Regions from separate parts of the Mus musculus genome. Here region 1 is linked to region 2. The links are chromatin contacts, called in public HiChIP or PLAC-seq maps. All regions are on one chromosome and are shown on one strand. Each heading gives the region's core, a stretch centred on a gene start, on an enhancer-like site or on the middle of the called end of the contact. The rest is flanking DNA. Distances are from core to core; before and after follow the strand shown.

The links. HiChIP or PLAC-seq counts read pairs in DNA pulled down with a chosen protein or histone mark.
Region 1: a contact with region 2 is called in an H3K27ac HiChIP or PLAC-seq map of the HPC-7 cell line, with 10 times the contacts expected there. The contact joins two enhancer-like sites. A contact is called at or near these places in 16 of 39 promoter capture datasets (the 3T3-L1 cell line, 3T3-L1-derived adipocytes, the C10 cell line and 10 more), 5 of 15 datasets of contacts at CTCF or cohesin (the NIH/3T3 cell line, embryonic stem cells, large pre-B cells and 1 more), 47 of 484 Hi-C or Micro-C datasets (the 63-12 cell line, B cells, CD4 T cells and 24 more), 12 of 115 datasets of contacts at active chromatin or transcription factors (CD8 T cells, DN3 thymocytes, the HPC-7 cell line and 6 more) and 4 of 9 other capture datasets (adipose tissue, embryonic stem cells, liver and 1 more).

Annotation. Positions count from the first base shown.
Region 1 is chr9:15,016,655-15,020,243 of GRCm38.p6, reverse strand. All of the region lies in intron 2 of Panx1 (pannexin 1), which reads left to right. Among named protein-coding and RNA genes, the nearest start is that of Panx1, 27 kb to the left of the region's middle. Within about 2 kb of position 1,928, at least 138 of the 459 cell types and tissues checked have an H3K27ac peak or open chromatin away from gene starts, as enhancers often do. A contact at or near this core is called in CD8 T cells, the HPC-7 cell line, Th1 cells and 5 more, where this site is marked.
Region 2 is chr9:14,883,172-14,886,755 of GRCm38.p6, reverse strand. It overlaps a transcript of Izumo1r not described here. Among named protein-coding and RNA genes, the nearest start is that of Izumo1r, 19 kb to the left of the region's middle. Within about 2 kb of position 1,850, at least 30 of the 459 cell types and tissues checked have an H3K27ac peak or open chromatin away from gene starts, as enhancers often do. A contact at or near this core is called in CD8 T cells, the HPC-7 cell line, Th1 cells and 5 more, where this site is marked.

The DNA.
Region 1 (3,589 bases), core at 679-3,178, 130 kb before region 2:
TAAGTCCATGTTAAATTGTCATTGTGGAAATGCCAAGTTGTGGCCAGTCTGAGTTGGCATTGGCTGAGCCTCAGATTGTAGCAGGGATTGCTTAAGGTAAGGGTTGGCAGGGACCTGAGCTGCCACAAGACCACTGGAGCAAGAGAAACCCTCAGTTGTTTTTGTTTTTTTTTTCCAGATGTTGGGGTCATAGAGTAGTCTGGGGCTGCACAAACAGAACCCAGGTCTGCAAGTCAAGGGGACCTGCTGGGATGAGCGTCTGAGGCTCTTTCTGGAGCTGAGCTCATTTGCTATGGCGGTTCTGAGTATCCCAGCTCTTACCAGGCTCTAGGACTGGGGACAGAAAGTGAAGAAACCTGCCTGGTCAACCCTCAGGCTTAGCTGGGAGTAAGGGGCTCCCTCCCTCCCTCCCTCCCTCCCTCCCTCCCTCCCTCCCTCCCTCCCAGAGGTTAGAGTACTGGTCTGAGTCATTTCAGGGACTAGAGTACTGGTCTGAGTCATTTCAGAGCCTGGACAATGAGACTACTTGGACATTGACGATGTCTCTAAGTTACATGTTTGCCAGAGTGAAGCTGAGTCCCCCCCTTGGAGGAAAGGGACATCGTCTAGAGCATCACCCGTGTGCTTTCTTTGGCTCTTTATGCAGGGTGTTTGGCATTTATACACATATGACATACCACAAATGAGGAAAATCCAGAGAAAACTCACAACAGAAACATGTCCGTAGGAGGTCTTGATCAGACCCATCACTACTACCAGTGGGCTCGAGGAACTGAGATACATGGAGGTTGTCTCAGGGAGCTGGAGGAATCAGGTTTCCTAGCTGCAGACAGCGACATGGAGTTCCTTTTAGCTGATGTTGATCGAGGGCCCTCATGCTCTGCTTGGCAGCAGTGGGCCACAGAATGCGTCTCAGATTCTCAGATTCTCCCTGGTGGTGAACTGAATTAGAAAGAGAGACAGAAAAGATAAAGCATGGTTTTCCCAGAAACCCAGGGACAGAGCCGTGAGTTCTCCTGTCCCTCAGCTGTTCTCCGAGTGGAGCCCAACTCACTGGATCTGTTATTCCTCAGTGCTCCCGCTGCAGGGCTTTAGTGAAGCGACAGCCAGGTGGTTGTGGGTGAAGAGTGAGTGTATAGAAGTAGTGATTGGTAAAACAGAAACAAAAAACCTGGCTCTGTTCTTCTCAGAAAATGTGCCTTCCTTACACACAGCTGGGTGGACAGGAGGGAAGGGTGTGACCAGGAAGACTGTGTCCCGTGAGTCACGAGAACGAGGTGGCTGAGAGGCTGGAGACCACATGGAGATGCTGAGCTAACAACCCAGCAGGACTGCCTAGGGCAGCACTTCTCAACCTGTGGGGGAGTCGCATAGCAGATATTTACATTATGATTCATAACAGTAGCCACATAACAGTTATGCAGTAGGAACAAAATAATTTTATGGTTGGAGGTCACCATGGCATGAGGAACTGTAAAACTGGTCGCAGCATCAGGAAGGTTGAGAACCACTGGCCTTGGGAGTGTGGGGTGAGGCACTTCCCGGAGATGCTTCGTCCTGTTGGGAAGCAGGGTGGCCACGGCACAGTGGAATGGAAGCAGGGTTATGGAGAGTAGGATCTGTGACTGCCAAACAGGCATATGGCAAATGCTGGACCAGTGGGAGCCGCTGCGTGGGCCTGGCAGTATGCTTGGTTCTAAGAGTCTGTCCTCAGAGCCAAGTCGTGGTGGTGGTTAGTGGTGAGAGGAGAGGCAGGGGAAGCCTCGCCAGTTACAGAGGTGGGTTCTGGTCGGCAGGAGGGGAGCAGGGAGAGCCTAGTGTGTCAGAGAGGAGAGGCGTGGAGACCACCAGTCAGGCTCAGGGAAGGCTCTGGTCAGGACAGAAGCGGAAGGATGTGGGCGCTTCTGAGAAGGGAACGTGCCGACAGCACACAGGGCTTGATACCACACAGCCAATCACAAGGTGACACCAAGAGATCTTGAAAGCCACACAGTCACTGTTAAAGCTACCCCAGGAAGACAGGCACTGTGTTTATGCTTATGTGTTGTGGTAGCAGCTGACCAACCACTGGGGTAGCATGCCAGGTGTCTGGGGCGCTGACATAAGCCACTTCTCCTATAAATTAAATTTGTCCAAGTATTTTATCACAGCAACAGAAATGAAACTAAACTAGACATGGAATTGCAGGTCTGAGTAGAAATCCCCACAATGGCACACTGGTGTGCAGGCTCACACTGTCTGAGGAACAGCAGTCTAGTCTGGTGGCGCCCACTCGGGGCACCTGTCAGGGTGATGTGTGGAAGCTGTGAGACCGAGGGTGTAGAAGGGATGGTGTCTCTTTAGTTCCTTTCTGTCCCTGTGATAAGATACTGAGGAAAAGCAACATGGAGAGGAAAGGGTTCATGTGGTTCATGTGCAGGTCGTAATCCACCACTGAAGGAAATGAGGGCAGAGACCAGGAACATTGCTTGCTGGCTCACACTCAGGCTCACACTCTGGCTCACACTCTGGCTTGCACTCAGGCCCACACTCTGGCTCACACTCTGGCTTGCACTCAGGCCCACACTCTGGCTCACACTCAGGCTCACACTCAGGCCCACACTCTGGCTCACACTCAGGCTCGCACTCAGGCTTGCACTTAGGCTCACACTCAGGCTCTCACTCAGGCTCACACTCAGGCCCACACTCAGGCTCGCACTCAGGCTTGCACTTAGGCTCACACTCAGGCTCTCACTCAGACTCGCACTCTGGCTCGCACTCATGCTCGCACTCAGGCTCTCACTCTGGCTCGCACTTAGGCTCTCACTGAGGCTCGCACTCGGGCTCGCACTCAGGCTCACATTCTGGCTCACACTCTGGTTCACACTCAGGCTCATACTTACCTAGCTTTCTTACACAGCTCAGCACCAGCTGCCCAGGGAGTGGTGCTGCCTGCAATAGGCTACTTCCTCCTATCAGTTAGTAATAGTGACAGCCCCTGCCCCTGAGACACACCTCCAGGCCACTCTAAGTGAATTCATCCGAGGCTCCCCACCAGGTGACTATAGGCTGTGTCAAGCTGACAGTCAAAGCTACTGAGGACAGACTCTGGGGAGCAGTGGCACTGAGAGGCAGGAGTAAAGGGCAGATTATCCTGTACATATAAGCTTGTCAGTACAGTAGGGTGAGCCAGATGCTTCCAGGGCTATTCTGGGGCAGAGACCAAGATGAAGGACATGGGTGTGGTGGCAGGGGTTGAATTTTGTCACCCAAGATTATGTTGCCATCTTAACCCTGTATACTGAGAGTATGACTTGAGTTGAACAGTTTGTTAGAGATTCAGTCGTGAGTTATGAGGACCAACCCTGGAGCTGATGGTGTCCTCTTACGAGGAGAAAAATTGCACATAGACACACGTCAAGGGGAGAGAATGTGGGGACACTTGTGGGGGAGGTGGCCTCCCCAGGGCCTTCGGAGGGAGTTCTGTAGGACTGGCCTACAGAACAGTCAGAGAAAAGACTCATTGTCCACGGCCTTGCAGTGTGTGGGATTTGATTGTGAGAGTCCCGGAAATGAGCAGGGCTTACAGTCAAGATGGCTCACTGTTTAA
Region 2 (3,584 bases), core at 601-3,100:
TAACTGGTGATACTGTTTTAGAAAGTTTGTGGAACCTTTTGGAAGCAGGGCCAAGTTGGAGGAAGTGTGGAGGGGCTGGGGCCTATAGCCACACCCATGTGCTGTCTGCTCTCTTCTTTCTGACTGTTGATACAATGTAACCAGCCATCTCAACCTTCTGAGACTGTTGAATGTTTTGCTCCTGTACCATGCCTCCTTCACCAAGATGGACTCTGCCTTCTCAAGTCATGAGCCCAAATAAACCCTTACTTCATTAAGCTGCTTCTTGTCTGGTGTTGGGTCACAATAACGAAGCCAAATAACCAATGTCGAGCAGAGGTGTGTGTGTGTGGGGGGGGGGGGGGAGGAGGGTAACAGTGCTAGGCACAGCTGGCTTCTTTAATGTTTACTCACTTTCTTTTCTGAACAAAGTCAAGGGTCTTCTATCAATGAGACTACCGTTTATAGAACTACCACTGCCATAATGCAAGCACTTCATCAGCTCTATTTGATCCTTCAGCAACCCTGGATTGCAGATAATGACACTGGGACTCAGAGAACACCATTTGGTTGCATATAGGCTGGAACAGGCTGAGACAGAGTTGAGCCTCCTGTTATCTGGCCCTACCAGAGCTAGGATACCCACCCCTGCAACCTCCTGCCTTTCTTAGCTTCTGAGACACAGGAAGCAACCAGCCTTTGCCTCTCCACTGAGTCCTCCTTCCCAGAAGAGCACCTCCAAGGACAGAGAGTGCTCCTCCAAGGGCAGAGAGTGCTCCTCCAAGGACAAAGAGTATTTAGTCTCCCTGAGGAAGCAGTTCCAGCTTTATCCCACACTGTTCTAAAAAGATCTCCTTTCTGAAGAACACAATTGCTTCTTGCTATAATTTCAATTCATTGTTTCCTATTGAGTTTAGTTGGAAAAGATTAAAGAAATGAAATAAAGTGTTATTTTAAATCTTTACATCTCCATCTTCATCAAAAGCAGCTCCCCTTTTCTCTCAATTCTTTGGCAACAGAAACTCACTGTTCACCTCCAAGATAAATTTACAATTATTATAAATAATGTATATTTTTGAGTAACACAAATTATTCATTGCCCAAAAATCATTTTCCCTCACAGAAAATTTGTGAAAAGTGGTCTCATGCTTTCCTGGTGGCTGGCTCCCTGTGTGTATGATTTTTGTATTCCTGCATTTTCCCCCCACATGCTATGGTTTGAAGGTGACATCACAGTCCATGCCCTTCAGATATTTCTAGTGCTGGGTGGATCTAGAGCCAACTACTCATAAATGAATTTTCATTATGAATTTTTCATTATTTTACCTTCAAAGGAAGGAAAAACACACTGCCCTGTCTCTCTGACATGAGACAGTAGATCCTTGACATTTGTGAATGCTACTCCAAAGCCTTTGACAAACCTCCACACTGCCCCCTGGTTGCCCTCCAAATCATACTTCCTCAAAAGGCATACTTCCTGTATGCAACTTAATTTTTATTTCTTTTTGATTATTTTTTCTCCTTAAAATGTGCATTGAAGCTGAATGAGAACTCAGTAGTGATCCCATCAAATCTCTCATGACTTCTTTCTGCCTAGATTGAATGCCTTGTCAACATTACAAGTTAGAGACCTTAGTGGCATTCCCCATTTTAAGTCAGGCTGGCCAACCATACACTGGCTTCTTCTTGGAAGTCAGCATAGAAGCCATTTGCACATAATTTCAAAGCACGTGATGGAAACATGCTGAACAGAAGGGAAACATTCAACAAATTGTTTATAAGCACATTGCTTTCAGCTGAGTTATGACACTCACAACTTCATTTGTTGCAGTCCTCACTTCCAGGGTGACTGTTGGGTGATGAGGCTTTAGGGACATAGTTATTTTGAATGAAGTCATGAGGTAAGCCATAAATAGGAAGGGCTAGTGTCCTCATAGGAGGAGATGCAGTCTCATTCAAGAAAGGTCACGTGAGGACGAAAGTACTGAAAGCCAGGAAGAGAGGCCTCATCAGACATCAGCTCTGACAGCTTCCACTGAGACTTCCGGCCTCGCCTGAGCTGTTTGGTGTTGTGTCAGCCAGAGCAGGCTACTTGAACATCACTTACAAAGACCATTTAACCCCCCCCAAAAAAAGTGGGAAGTGAAGAAAGTTTGAGAAACAGGTTAAAAAACAAAAACAAAAATAAACAAAAAACCGAGGACGTTGAGGAAGAGCCATTAGTAAGCTTAGGTTTATATATAGGTTTTTAGATGTTCTTTTCCAGAGTAATTTTAGATTATAGGAAAATATAAAGATCCTTCATGCCTCAACTGTACCCACACATGCACAGACTCCAACACCATCAGCATCCCAGTCTATACAGTTCTTTTGCCTGAGTTGATGAGCCTGCATAGACATGCCATCCCCTCCTTAAGACCATAGCTTTCACTAGGCTTTATTCTTGGTCTACATTCTATGGGTTTGAACCATATATATAATATATATGTACTGCTATAGTATCATGTGGAATAGCTTCACTGCCGTAAAAGCCCATTTCCTTTTATACCTTCCTAACTAACAATGCATATAAACCACTGATCTTTTTACAGACTCCATAGCTAGACCTATTTCAGAATGTCAAATTCTTGAAGTCATACTGTTTGACCTTTCCAGGTTTCTCTCTTTCATGCAATGATATCCATTAAATTTTCCTCCATGTCTTTTCCTCTTTTAAAAAATTATTACTTTATTTTATGTATGGCCTGGCTGTATTTGTGAGTACCATGTGTGCACATGACCCGTGGGTCTCAGTGTCCTCAAGAACTGCAGTTACTGGTTGTAAGCTGCCAAGTGGATGCTGGAAATGGAACCAGTGTCCTCTGCAAAAGCAGCCAGTATTCTCAAGCACTGGGTCACCTCTCCAGACCCATTCCATGACCTTTTCTGGCTTAGCAACTCATTTCTTTTCATCACTGAATAATATTCCACCATCGCACATGGATGTGCCCCATTTCTCCACTAGTCACCCCGTGAAAGACCTCTCCCCATCATTGCCAATCATGAATACATTTTCATAAACTTCATTTGCATGTTTCTGTAGAAACAAAATGCAAATCTTCTGGGTAAATGCCAGGGAGTCCAATTGCTGGACTGAGTGGTAAGGGAATGTTTGCTTTTATAATAAACTGTTAAAGCATTGTGCTGTCCTGATGCAGAGAGGGAGAGCCCTGCTTAGTACCCTCCTCTGATTTTATAGTTAGGACTTTGGCCATTCCCATGTGTGATGACCCTAAATATATTGGACATTTACAGAGGTTCCAAACACCCTCCTGTCTCCCTCTATTGCCACATACCAGGAATAACTCCTCCCATCCTAGTAGGATAGCACGATCCCTTGGGTGGAATTTGGAAGGGACCAGACTCCCTCCTTACAACTAGAAGGGGTTTTACTTGTATTTTTTCACAGAACCAGTCTAGGCCTATTTGGATACTTGCTAGAAATGTCTAATACCACCCCACTGACCAATAAGATGGCCTGCCTCTCAATGGCAGATTGAAGACTGAGGAGACAGAAGATACCCCACCCTCAGAATAACAAGATCTCATGAAAGACGTCTATGACT